Linked DNA regions of Sus scrofa: region 1 is linked to region 2. Evidence: chromatin contacts called from public HiChIP or PLAC-seq data. All regions are on one chromosome and are shown on one strand. Each heading gives the region's core, a stretch centred on a gene start, on an enhancer-like site or on the middle of the called end of the contact. The rest is flanking DNA. Distances are from core to core; before and after follow the strand shown.

Region 1 (5,189 bases), core at 1,787-4,286, 700 kb before region 2:
GAAAATTCAAAACATCTCAAGTGAAATTTAAGGCTTCAAGGGAAACCCTCTAAGGTCTATTTCAGTTAGATAACTATTACTCATAAAATTGTCTGCAGTGAGTCTTGTTAAGCATAATCTATGATATCATTTTTCACTTGAAATCATCAGAAAATTTCATCAAAATAGCCAAACAAATCATCAAATGGACACTTTACCCGTATAGAATTATATATTAATAGACTCATTGTTTAAAACTATTTAGTTGTATTTCTACAATTTAATATCTCTTGTAATGTTTTATAAACTTTCAATTAGATATAAATCGTGTAACAGATATTTCTTAGGGCCACTTATGGCCATCTTTAGTAAACAAAAAACAAATTTGCTGTCAGCCCTAAAGAGTTTAAGGCTATAGAAATTTCCCAGGTGGTGCAGAGGATTAAGGATCCGCGTTGCCTCAGTTGTAGAGGCCGAAACTGCAGCATGAGTTCAATCCCTGGCCTGGGAATTTGCACATACCCTGGGCATGGTCAAAAAACAAAAAAGAGTTTAAGGCTATAGATGCTAATTTGGAATGGCTCTGCCAGTCTGATTCATGCTATCAGCTTTTAATCAAATAGATAACTTACACCTCCAACCCTCTTATAATAATGGATCACAAAAAGGTTTGGAATCAACTAGAGAATCAATTCTTCAATTACAGGCCTTACACCATCATAGAAATGCTGCACATAAATTGTACCTTCAATTTTTCTGCTACTGATTTTTCTTTTTCCTTAAGAGATTCCTAGAAGTCCTGGCTACTGTTTAGGCTACCACATAGAAAAAACCTGAGACTAATGTCACACTTAGGACAAACTATCTTAACAGTGCCTATTTAAAACAGTGATAAAAAAAAATATACAAGTATGTCTAAACAATTTCCAAAGGGACAAATGTACATTTCAATATAGGATCAAGTAAAATATCTCCAACTCAGGGTCAACGTACTTTTGCCACACATGATGAAATGATGCCCCAGATCAGAAGACATAAGTACCTAGTTCACCTTTATGATAGTATCAGACCCACCACCCATGCAGATATTTGCATGGATACCCATAAAGATATTTCAGTGACTAACTCATGATAATAATACCAATTAAACAATCCCCTAATTAATAATGCATATTTCTCTTTGCCATTATCTATTCTAAGAAATTACCAGCAGTTCAGACTAGTAAAATATTCAGATAAGTTTGAATTCCAAACTAAGTTATGATACATATGACTTTTATTCTTTTTTTTTTTTTTTTTTTTTTTTTTTAGGGCCACATCTGCAGCATATGGAAGTTCCCCGGCCAGGGGTCTAACTGGAGCTGCAGCTGCCAACCTACACCACAGCCACAGTAATGCCAGATCCAAGCTATGTCTGCCACCTACACCACAGCTCATGGCAATGTTGGATCCTTAACCCACTGAGCAAGGCCAGAAACTAAACCCACATCCTCATGGATACTAGTGGGGTCCACTGAGCTGAGGGAAATTTCACATAGCCAAGTTTTATAAGCTCTAACAAGGCAGATGCTTCTTGCTCTATATAGTAAACATACTCCTAGAAGACTAAATATGTACTTTGAACTTTTCACCTAGAGTGCTATATTTACAGTCACAACTGCTGGGATTTTTATCTGTACTCAAAGTATTATCTAGAGGTATAAGTACTTAAAATCCAATTATTTTATGTATATTTTTAAAAAGTCAAACATACTTCCTTTTTCTTCCTTTCTTCTTCTTTCCTCTTCTTTTCCTCTCTGATTTGGGCCAATCGCTGCTTCTTACGTTCCAACTCTGCCTTTAATTCACTTTTGTCAGACATGTTTGAGACCTTAAGAAGCATATAATTATTTACAATCATCATTCCACTGGCAAAAGCAGCACTTTTTTAAAAAATTAGTCTTTAAGAACTGTCTCAAGAGACCATATAGTTCAATTCTGTCTAAAGAGAACACAGAAACTCTACTTTTAAAATAATGGAAGCATATATATTACTAACACCGGAAAAACACTATAAACAAATGTATATAAGAAATAAATATTCAGAGTTGACCACGGTAGCTAGCACCTTTAATGTTCACATGCCCAAACGTAACACAATGTCTCTGGCTCTTAAAACAAATGATAAGGGGTTGGCATTAAAAGCTCCTAGGCTACAAAACACGGATCAAATCTATTACCAAAGTTTTGCATTCATTCCTAGAAACTGAATAAAACAGGCGGTGAGACAAAATTCCTATGAATTCTAAAACTACCGTGTAAAACTAATATTAAGGACAAGCAAAACCCCCAAATTACCATCAATAACTGTAAAATAAAGTATGTATGTTTTTAGTCAAAGCCCAACAACAAAGTGACGGAATAACTGCATACAGCTGACAGGCCCCGCTCTATCTCACAGAGGCCGGAGCCTCAAGACTGACATGTTCACTTTCTTAAAACTCCAAGGAAGAAATAGTCTCTGGAATTTTGTGCTACAACCTCCGCATTCGGGTACTTGGCAGCACAGACTGGGTGAGGGAAAACGCTGTCAACGCAAGTAGTAATGACTTTTCTTTATAAAATGGAGCAAGGGGAAAAGAAGTCACTTCTCCCCTGGGGTCACGGCTAAGAGGGCGCGGTCCAGAACAGGGCGTCCGGGGGAGGGGGCCTCGACACGCCTCGAGGCTCCTCGGGGCACCTCCGTAGGGTCCAGAAGGGAAGGGATGCAGTCGTTTTCCCCGGCCTTCCTGAGTCACCGCACCTGGCTCTTCCCGCCTCTCCCTCCGGGAACCAGACCGGGCGGCGCTGTCAGCAGATACTGCCAAGCCGCCCCTAGAGTCCTAACGTGAGACACAGGAGACAGAAGGGCCCAGAGCGAAGGGCAGTCAACCCACCTGTCAGATGGCGGGGTGTGGAAGAGACCGCCTGTCAGCAACTTCCCCGTAACGTCCCCTCTCCTTTGCCTTCAACGCCAACAGTCGCCGCCACTAGCTCCACGGCTTGCCCAAGCACACAAAGAGGGATGGGCGGCGGCTGCTACGGCAAGAGAGTAGGGACAAATGGCTTCACCACAACGAGGTCGCTCCAAAAAGGAAGTGAGGGGCTCTGCTGTGGGGAATTGCAGCCCCTCTGCGACTTACCTGTGTGAAGATGAAGCCAAGAGATGAGACAAAGAATCCACCCAGGGGCGCGAAGTGTTTCCGCTTTGCCGAAAACGGAAAGACTAAGCCTAATTGCCTGGGGCTGGGTAAGCAAACGCCGCCCTTGCCGCACAGATTGAAACTATCTGGGAGAACTACAAGCCCCAGCTTCAAGAGAAACCTGCGTGAGGCAAGCAATGCACTCTGGGAGTTGTGGCCAATGGTAGTCGCAAAGTGTGCTGGGACATGTAGTATTTCTTAGTCTTTGGCTTGCCCATGTACAGGCCTTCAAGTTTCCCAAAAGAAACTTATCACACTTCTCTTTATTGTAGTCTCATCTGTTGGTCAGTTCTCCCAATGTTGTATGTGTTATATCTTAGGATCTTTGACTCTACATTGCTAATTTTAAAAAATGTTATTTTCCAGTGGTGAACCTATGTATTACACTGCACATCTGAAGAACACTTTTTACAGTATGTATTATCAGTATTAGAAACAAAAAAACAAAAGCAAACCAACCAACCACGGTATAGAGGTTTCATGTGTCATCTTAAGCAAAATATAAAATATTAATTTTGAAAGTGTAGTGTAACATAATTCTGTCAAAAAATGTGAGAAATTGTGTTTAATTAGAAAAAGATTTGTCGGAGTTTCTGTTGTGGCTCAGCAGGTTAAGAACCCAACTAGTATTCATGAGCATGCAGGTTCAATTCCTGGTCACACTCAGTAGGTTAAGGATCTGATGTTGCTGCAAAGTGCTGCATAGGTTGCATATGCCTCTCTGATCTGGCATTGCTGTGGCTGTTGTGTAGGCTGGCAGCTGCAGCTTGGATTCAACTCCTAGCCTAGGAACTTACATATGCCACAGGTGTGGCCCTAAAAAAAAAAAAAAAAAGAAAAAGATTTATAAATCCTTACTCAGTTTTTACTAGTGTTTGTGGTTGTAAATTTGCTCATTGGGAGTGTTACTGTTATGAAAATTATCAATAAAGCCTCTGATTCCTGTATTTCCTCTTAAATTTCAGCCTGTACACATGGAATATTTATTTGAGCTTGCAAATAAAATGATTATTGTTACAATCAATGAATCAGTAAGAATATGTTAATCAGTATAGCAAATAATAATTTCTCAGTGTTTTGTTGCAATGTGGTAGGTAGCATTTGGGTTTTCTCTCAAACAATTTTTGAAAAGAAAACGTTTCATACTATTGAAATCTAAACCAAGCAAGAATGTTCCCACCATTTTAGATTTTTTTTTGTCTTTTTAGATTTTTTAATACACAAAGAAAGCAAAAGTTATAAGAATATGAATTTACTGGAAATATGTGGATTGAATCAATTTTTAAAAATTACTTAATTTAAAACATTATCTGGCAAGAATTAAAGCTTATACCAAACTAATGTTTTTATCATATTCTAGAAGGACATTGCCCAAATCTAGCGGTAATCCTTAGGATTCAAAATCTGAATACTTGGGCCTTTGTCTAGTCTTTACCTTGTCATGCCCTGCCTATATACAAGATAAATTTCTCAGAAATAAATCTGAGAAAGAATATCCTTCACATTCCAAGATTTTCCCCCATAACCTAAACTTTCAAAGAGCTTTATTACTGTATTACCTTTTAATTTTTTATTTTTTCCTAATATTGAGACTCCATTTACCAATTTAAAAAATTGCTATTGATTACCCACTATGTGCAGGTACTATATGGATTAGTAAGTTTGGTGTCTAAATATGTGCACTTGGGAGTTCACACTATGGTGCAACGAGACCTGCTGCATCTCCGGAGTGCTGGGACGAAGGTTGCAACCCTGGCCTGGCACAGTGGGTTAAGGATCCCGTGTTTCCGTAGGTTGTAACTGTGATTCAGATATGATTCCTGGCCCAGGAACTCCATATGCCATGTAACGGCCAAAAAAGATTTTAAAATAAATAAATAAATGTGTACACTTGATGTCCTTTGCAGTGTGGTGTGGCGCTGAGGAGAAAGACACGAGTTTGGGGCTGGCATTTAGGAGTCAGCTCTTTCTCTGTCACTACAATGTAGG
Region 2 (5,164 bases), core at 2,654-5,153:
CTTGTGGCAATGCAGGATCCTTAACCAAGCGAGCAAGGCCAGGGATTGAACCCGAATCCTCATGGATACTAGCTGGGCTCTTAACCCACTGAGCCACAACAGGAACTCCTAGCAGTCCACTTTTAAAAAACAGATTTTTATATTTTTGTGAACATACACTTTAAAAATTTTGGAAAATACATTAAAGTTTAAAAGAAATAGTAACGTCACCACTCACCAATAACCCTTTTAATATCCTGGCTTATGGAACATATGTGCACATACCCAGAGGCATACCCATGACCAGAGAGTGTTTTGAAACAATTTTCACTGAATGCATAGCATTCCAATCTGTAGTTAGGCCCTGACTTATGTAACAATTCCTCAGCTGTTGGCTATTTAGGTTTTAAAGCCAACATGTTACAACTTTTGGCCATACTGTACTTGAATATGTTATTTACTCAAAAACTTTTTGAAACTTGGCTAAGGGGCAATATTAGGCACAGGGAAAAAAGAGGAAAAATACTTAACAGTATTTACCTTCTTTAGAGGGTCGGATTACACATCATTTAGGTTCTTTGTTAAACTTTTTGAACTTATCCAAATGATCTCTAATGAGCATGTGCTGATAATCAGAAAACAATGTAGTAATTTCTAAAATGAAGACCCCATATTTATACAACACATTAAAATTCACTAATATGGGGAAATACGTTTTAAGTGAAAACAAAAGGCAGGATTTAAGGTTGTATATAAATGTCTAAAACCAGGAGGTGGTGCTTAACCAAACTCTGGTACAAGGGACTTACTCTGGAGCTAAGTAAAAGCAAGAGGCGAATCTGTGTGCTGCTATGGAAAGGCAGCCCAGATGCCTTGATAGATAAGAAGGCAAAGGTGTGTAACAGTATGTATCCTATGATTCTGACAATTATAAAAGGAAACAAAAAAAGAGAGGGAAAGGTTGTGTGTCTTCCTTTATAAGCATGAAATAATTTTTTTTTTTTTGTCTTTTTGCTATTTCTTGGGCTGCTCCCGCGGCATATGGAGGTTCCCAGGCTAGGGGTCCAATCCGAGCTGGAGCCACTGGCCTACGCCAGAGCCACAGCCACGTGGGATCCGAGCCACGTCTGCAACCTACACCACAGCTCCTGGCAACGCCGGATTGTCAACCCACTGAGCAAGGGCAGGGATCGAACCCACAACCTCATGGTTCCTTGTCGGATTCGTTAACCACTGCTCCACGACAGGAACTCCAAGCATGAAATATTTTTGAAAAAATACATAAACAACGGTGGTTACTTCTAGATTCTGAGTATGGTGACTAGGTATATAATATGATCACAACATGAAAATGTGCATTAATACATAAATACATAGTAGAGAAAAAGGAAAGTATATAGCAGAAAACCTGGAACCATTTCAAGGCTGTCCCCTAAATACATTCTAAAGCAGAACCTACCAATGGATGTGGACAAAACATGTTCAATCCCTGAATTGTGGTAATACAACTCTGAACCAGCAATAATAAAATAGCAGTGGACATCAGTGTCACTATAAATTGGTATTTCAAAACACAATCATACAAGTTTCTATTACTAGCATGGAAATGGTCAGGGAATTATTTTTTTAAAAAGTAACTTTTAATTAAATGCTAGAACTTGTTAAACTTGGGTGACTTTATTCCATGATTACCCTGCCATATTTATTCTGGTTAACAAGCTCAGTAATTCAGAGATGGAATATACAACTGTAATTGAGATAATAACAAATGAAGATATTTTTAAATGTTGAGATTTAACCTAGTACTTTCTCCCTCAAAAAAAAAAAATTTTTTTAATTAGCCTAAACTAGATGATCATGACTATTTTAAAGCACCAACAAAACTCAAATGAAAGAAAAATTATTTTGTCTTTGTAACATTTATGCCCTAGATGAAGACTGGAAACTAAAGTTGTCTCTAGTGCTTCTAAAAACCATATTTATAGATTAATAGCCGATACACCACTGAATATGAGTGAGTGCTGATTTACTGAAGTGCACCTATGTAAAGAAATTCACTTCAACTTTAACACTGAACGAACATAGTCATTAACAGAAGTCACTGAATTAGAATCCTTTTGATGTGTACAGCTTTCTTATAGACTAAAAACTCATCAACACTGCTTTACCTAGTGCATGAATTATAAAAATATCACGAATCCCAGTATTCATGGCCACAATCAGCAACTGTGAGAATCATCTGGTAATACTGGACAACATAGTCCAAAAGCAGAGGAACTCAGAATCAAACCAGAGAATAGAAAAGTACTGCCACCAAGTTTCACTTCACAACTGGGATTTGACCATTCTCCCTCCATTTCCGTCAGCGTGGTACTTGGGGGCTGGCTTAGCTGAAGGGAATTAGAAGGTAATAGTTTATTTATACATTCTCTGTATTTTCTGGGAAAATCATACTCTCCTACCAAGAGTGTGGCTTCAACAGGGATTTTTAGCAGAGTGGAGAGGCAACTAGATGTGATAATCCTGAAGATCAGAAAGGTGACTGATGACAGCCCTATCAAGCAGACTTCTGGTAATTTAGTTTAAGAATGCTGTCTCACCTCAAACATGGGACCTAAGGGAGAACATGGCTGTAGCACCACGGATTGAGCTTTCCTACTTTCAGTGAAAATTAGCCAGGAGCTAATATCTAGTTACACTGAATGGTGCTCCAGATTGGGGCTAGTTTGCTGACAGTCCATCATGTTATCACTCACGCAGGTGTCACGCACACAATCAACATTGCTACTTTTAAAGACACTCAGTTCCACGAGGAAAGGACCACATGCTCTGAACAACCCAGGCTATTCATAGCAGGGACTTAGCTAATGCTTTCAGAGATACTGTTTCCCTGCGTCCTGGGGACTGAGGTTGCTTTCCTTTATTTACCTGATTTTTTTTTTTTTTTTAACGTTCCTCTCCATTTACCTCTTTTACACTGTGGATCTAAACATTCATCACCACCACACCCTGAGCAGACTTAGAAAAAAGAGAACGGAAGTTCCCCTGGGCAGGAAATGTGGAAGAGGAGCGTTGGAAAGGTCAGGAGCGACACAGGACAGAAGAAAGTCCAGTTGAAAATCAAGCAGATTTAAGTACGTCGAACCTGCTTCTAGGCCATTTCGTTTTGTTTGCCTAATTGGCCTTTCCCGACATCCAGACAGCGCCGAGGTAGATTAACACCTGCCGTCGCATCCCCCTCCCCTAGCCTGCGGATTCCAGACTTCCTTTTCACAGAAAAGAAACGCTACCTTCACCATCACCTCTTTTACAGACTTTGCCCCCAAGCCTTCCTTGACTTTGGGAGCTAAGAATGAAGGGGAGAGGGGCAGAGAAGGCTCTCAAAAGGAAAAGGAGCCGAGGTTGCCCTCTTCGCCTGGGCCGCCCCCGGCCAAATCGTAGGCTGCCACCTCTGGCTCCAGCCTCTCCTTCCGGATGCTGGGCCCGGAGAGTCCGGGGTAGGCGGGATGCGAGCGGCCTCTCGAACCGGCCTCGGCCAACGCAGCGCCGGCACTCGCCGCTCCTTCTCGGGGTCCGGCCTGGCTGCCCCAAGAAGAAGCCCGTCGGGGCCTCAGCCTCCCCGTGACCGGGCCCCGCCTCCAGCCCGCCACCCCCGCGCCGCCGTCGATGCTCTTACCCGCAGGACGTGGTAGCCCTCCGTGCCCCCGCCTGGGATCTCGACGCTCTGCGAGGAGCCCATGGCGGCGGGCGATCAGTGTGGCCGGGCCGGGCTTCGCGCAGCTCCCGCCTCCCGCGCACCACCCGCTCCGCTCCTCCGCGTAGCACTTGGGACGTGGCACTCGCTGCCTCGGGAGAGCCGGGCCGCGCTGCCCGCTGGGAGATCGTCGCCTCGGCAGCTGGGGCCGCAGCGACGCCGCCGACAGCGCCACCTGCCGCGAACCACCGGGAGGAGCCTGAGCGTACAGCAGGCGAGGGGAGGGGGGAGCGGGAAGGTGGGGAGGGGCCTTACTCGTGCTCGCGAGAGAGCAGAAATACGGTTCATCCAGCCTTGGCACCTTGCTACGGGTCCCTGGGCTTGACAAGATTCATCTAAGCCGCGTTCCCGCTAGCCTGCAAGAAGAGTTGTTTGATTGTAGCTCCGCCTGGTGGCCAGAGACCAGGAAGGGGCTGCTGTTGAAAAGAACCGGGTGGATGCAAACACTACGAGTTCCCTCTTCTCTGAGTTTAAAGTACTCCTCCCAGGTTGTACGGAGGAGCGTGGTAGGGTATCTTCGTGGGCAGATAGCGCTTCCGCTCACCTCTTTATAAAGGAAAACGCTCCCTTCATAAAGCACTTGTCCTAAAGAGTCATGGAGGACCCGCCGAAGTTCTTTGTTTTTTTTCCCCTAATTATGAGAAAAAGATCGTCACAAACTGAGCGGTGCCCGAGTGGGGAGCACAGTTGGATGCCCTTGGAGTTCCACCGCCTGCTGCTCAGTTCTCCACCCCGCTTCCTTCAGTTAGCCAACTTGTGGTCACAGTTTTCCTACTCGGTTGCTCCTTTTGCCCCTTCCCTTCTAAAACCCCGCAGTTATGGCCATTGCCCACGGGTCAATTTGAGTATCACTTACGGTGGATCAACCAGATATCAGAGCATGTGTATTCTGATGTGAAGCAACATGAAGTACCTGTTATCACCTGTGAAGTACTCTGGTCCAAAATGTTTACCTTGCTCCTTTCACACCTTTAGTTAGATCTTCCAATTTACAGGAAGAGAGGATAGAGGAATAAGTAAAATGATTTCACAAGGAAGCAACCAGGCAAAAATACAGGAAGTGAGCCGTTTTTCATAACAGCTGGCCAGTTCTTTTCATCAAATCGGAATAACAAGAAAGAGTTTATACTGGATTAAAAGAAATAATCAAGAATATAGCCAGGAGGTGCAATGAAAGGCCATGAGTTAGGGGTTGATTTGGAAAAATAAGCTGTAAAGGACAGTTTGGGCTCAATTGGGAAAATGTGAATACTGAGAATTTGAAGGTAAAGCATTAATTGTCCTGGAAAAGTGGAAATTATTGACTGAAAAAAGACCAGGTTATAAGGCAAAATATGTCTGTAAACAATACAGACATATTTTTGTAAACCAAATACACCTTAACGCAGAGTATGTGTATGAAGATGTAGCAAGATATGAACCAAGCATTAC

What was found. HiChIP or PLAC-seq counts read pairs in DNA pulled down with a chosen protein or histone mark.
Region 1: a contact with region 2 is called in an H3K27ac HiChIP or PLAC-seq map of alveolar macrophages. The contact joins the promoter of DYNC1I2 here to the promoter of GORASP2 in region 2. A contact is called at or near these places in 1 of 5 promoter capture datasets (liver), 2 of 47 Hi-C or Micro-C datasets (heart right ventricle and skeletal muscle) and 1 of 2 datasets of contacts at active chromatin or transcription factors (alveolar macrophages).

What each region holds. Positions count from the first base shown.
Region 1 is chr15:77,801,448-77,806,636 of Sscrofa11.1, reverse strand. It overlaps DYNC1I2 (dynein cytoplasmic 1 intermediate chain 2), which reads right to left and starts at 3,036. Exons shown (of 17, transcript NM_001243495.1): 1 at 2,895-3,036; 2 at 1,733-1,849. The coding sequence starts at 1,840.
Region 2 is chr15:77,098,047-77,103,210 of Sscrofa11.1, reverse strand. It overlaps GORASP2 (Golgi reassembly-stacking protein 2), which reads right to left and starts at 3,903. Exons shown (of 11, transcript XM_021074828.1): 1 at 3,656-3,903. The coding sequence starts at 3,718. It overlaps LOC110256942 (a long non-coding RNA gene), which reads right to left and starts at 4,036. Exons shown (of 1, transcript XR_002339024.1): 1 at 3,653-4,036.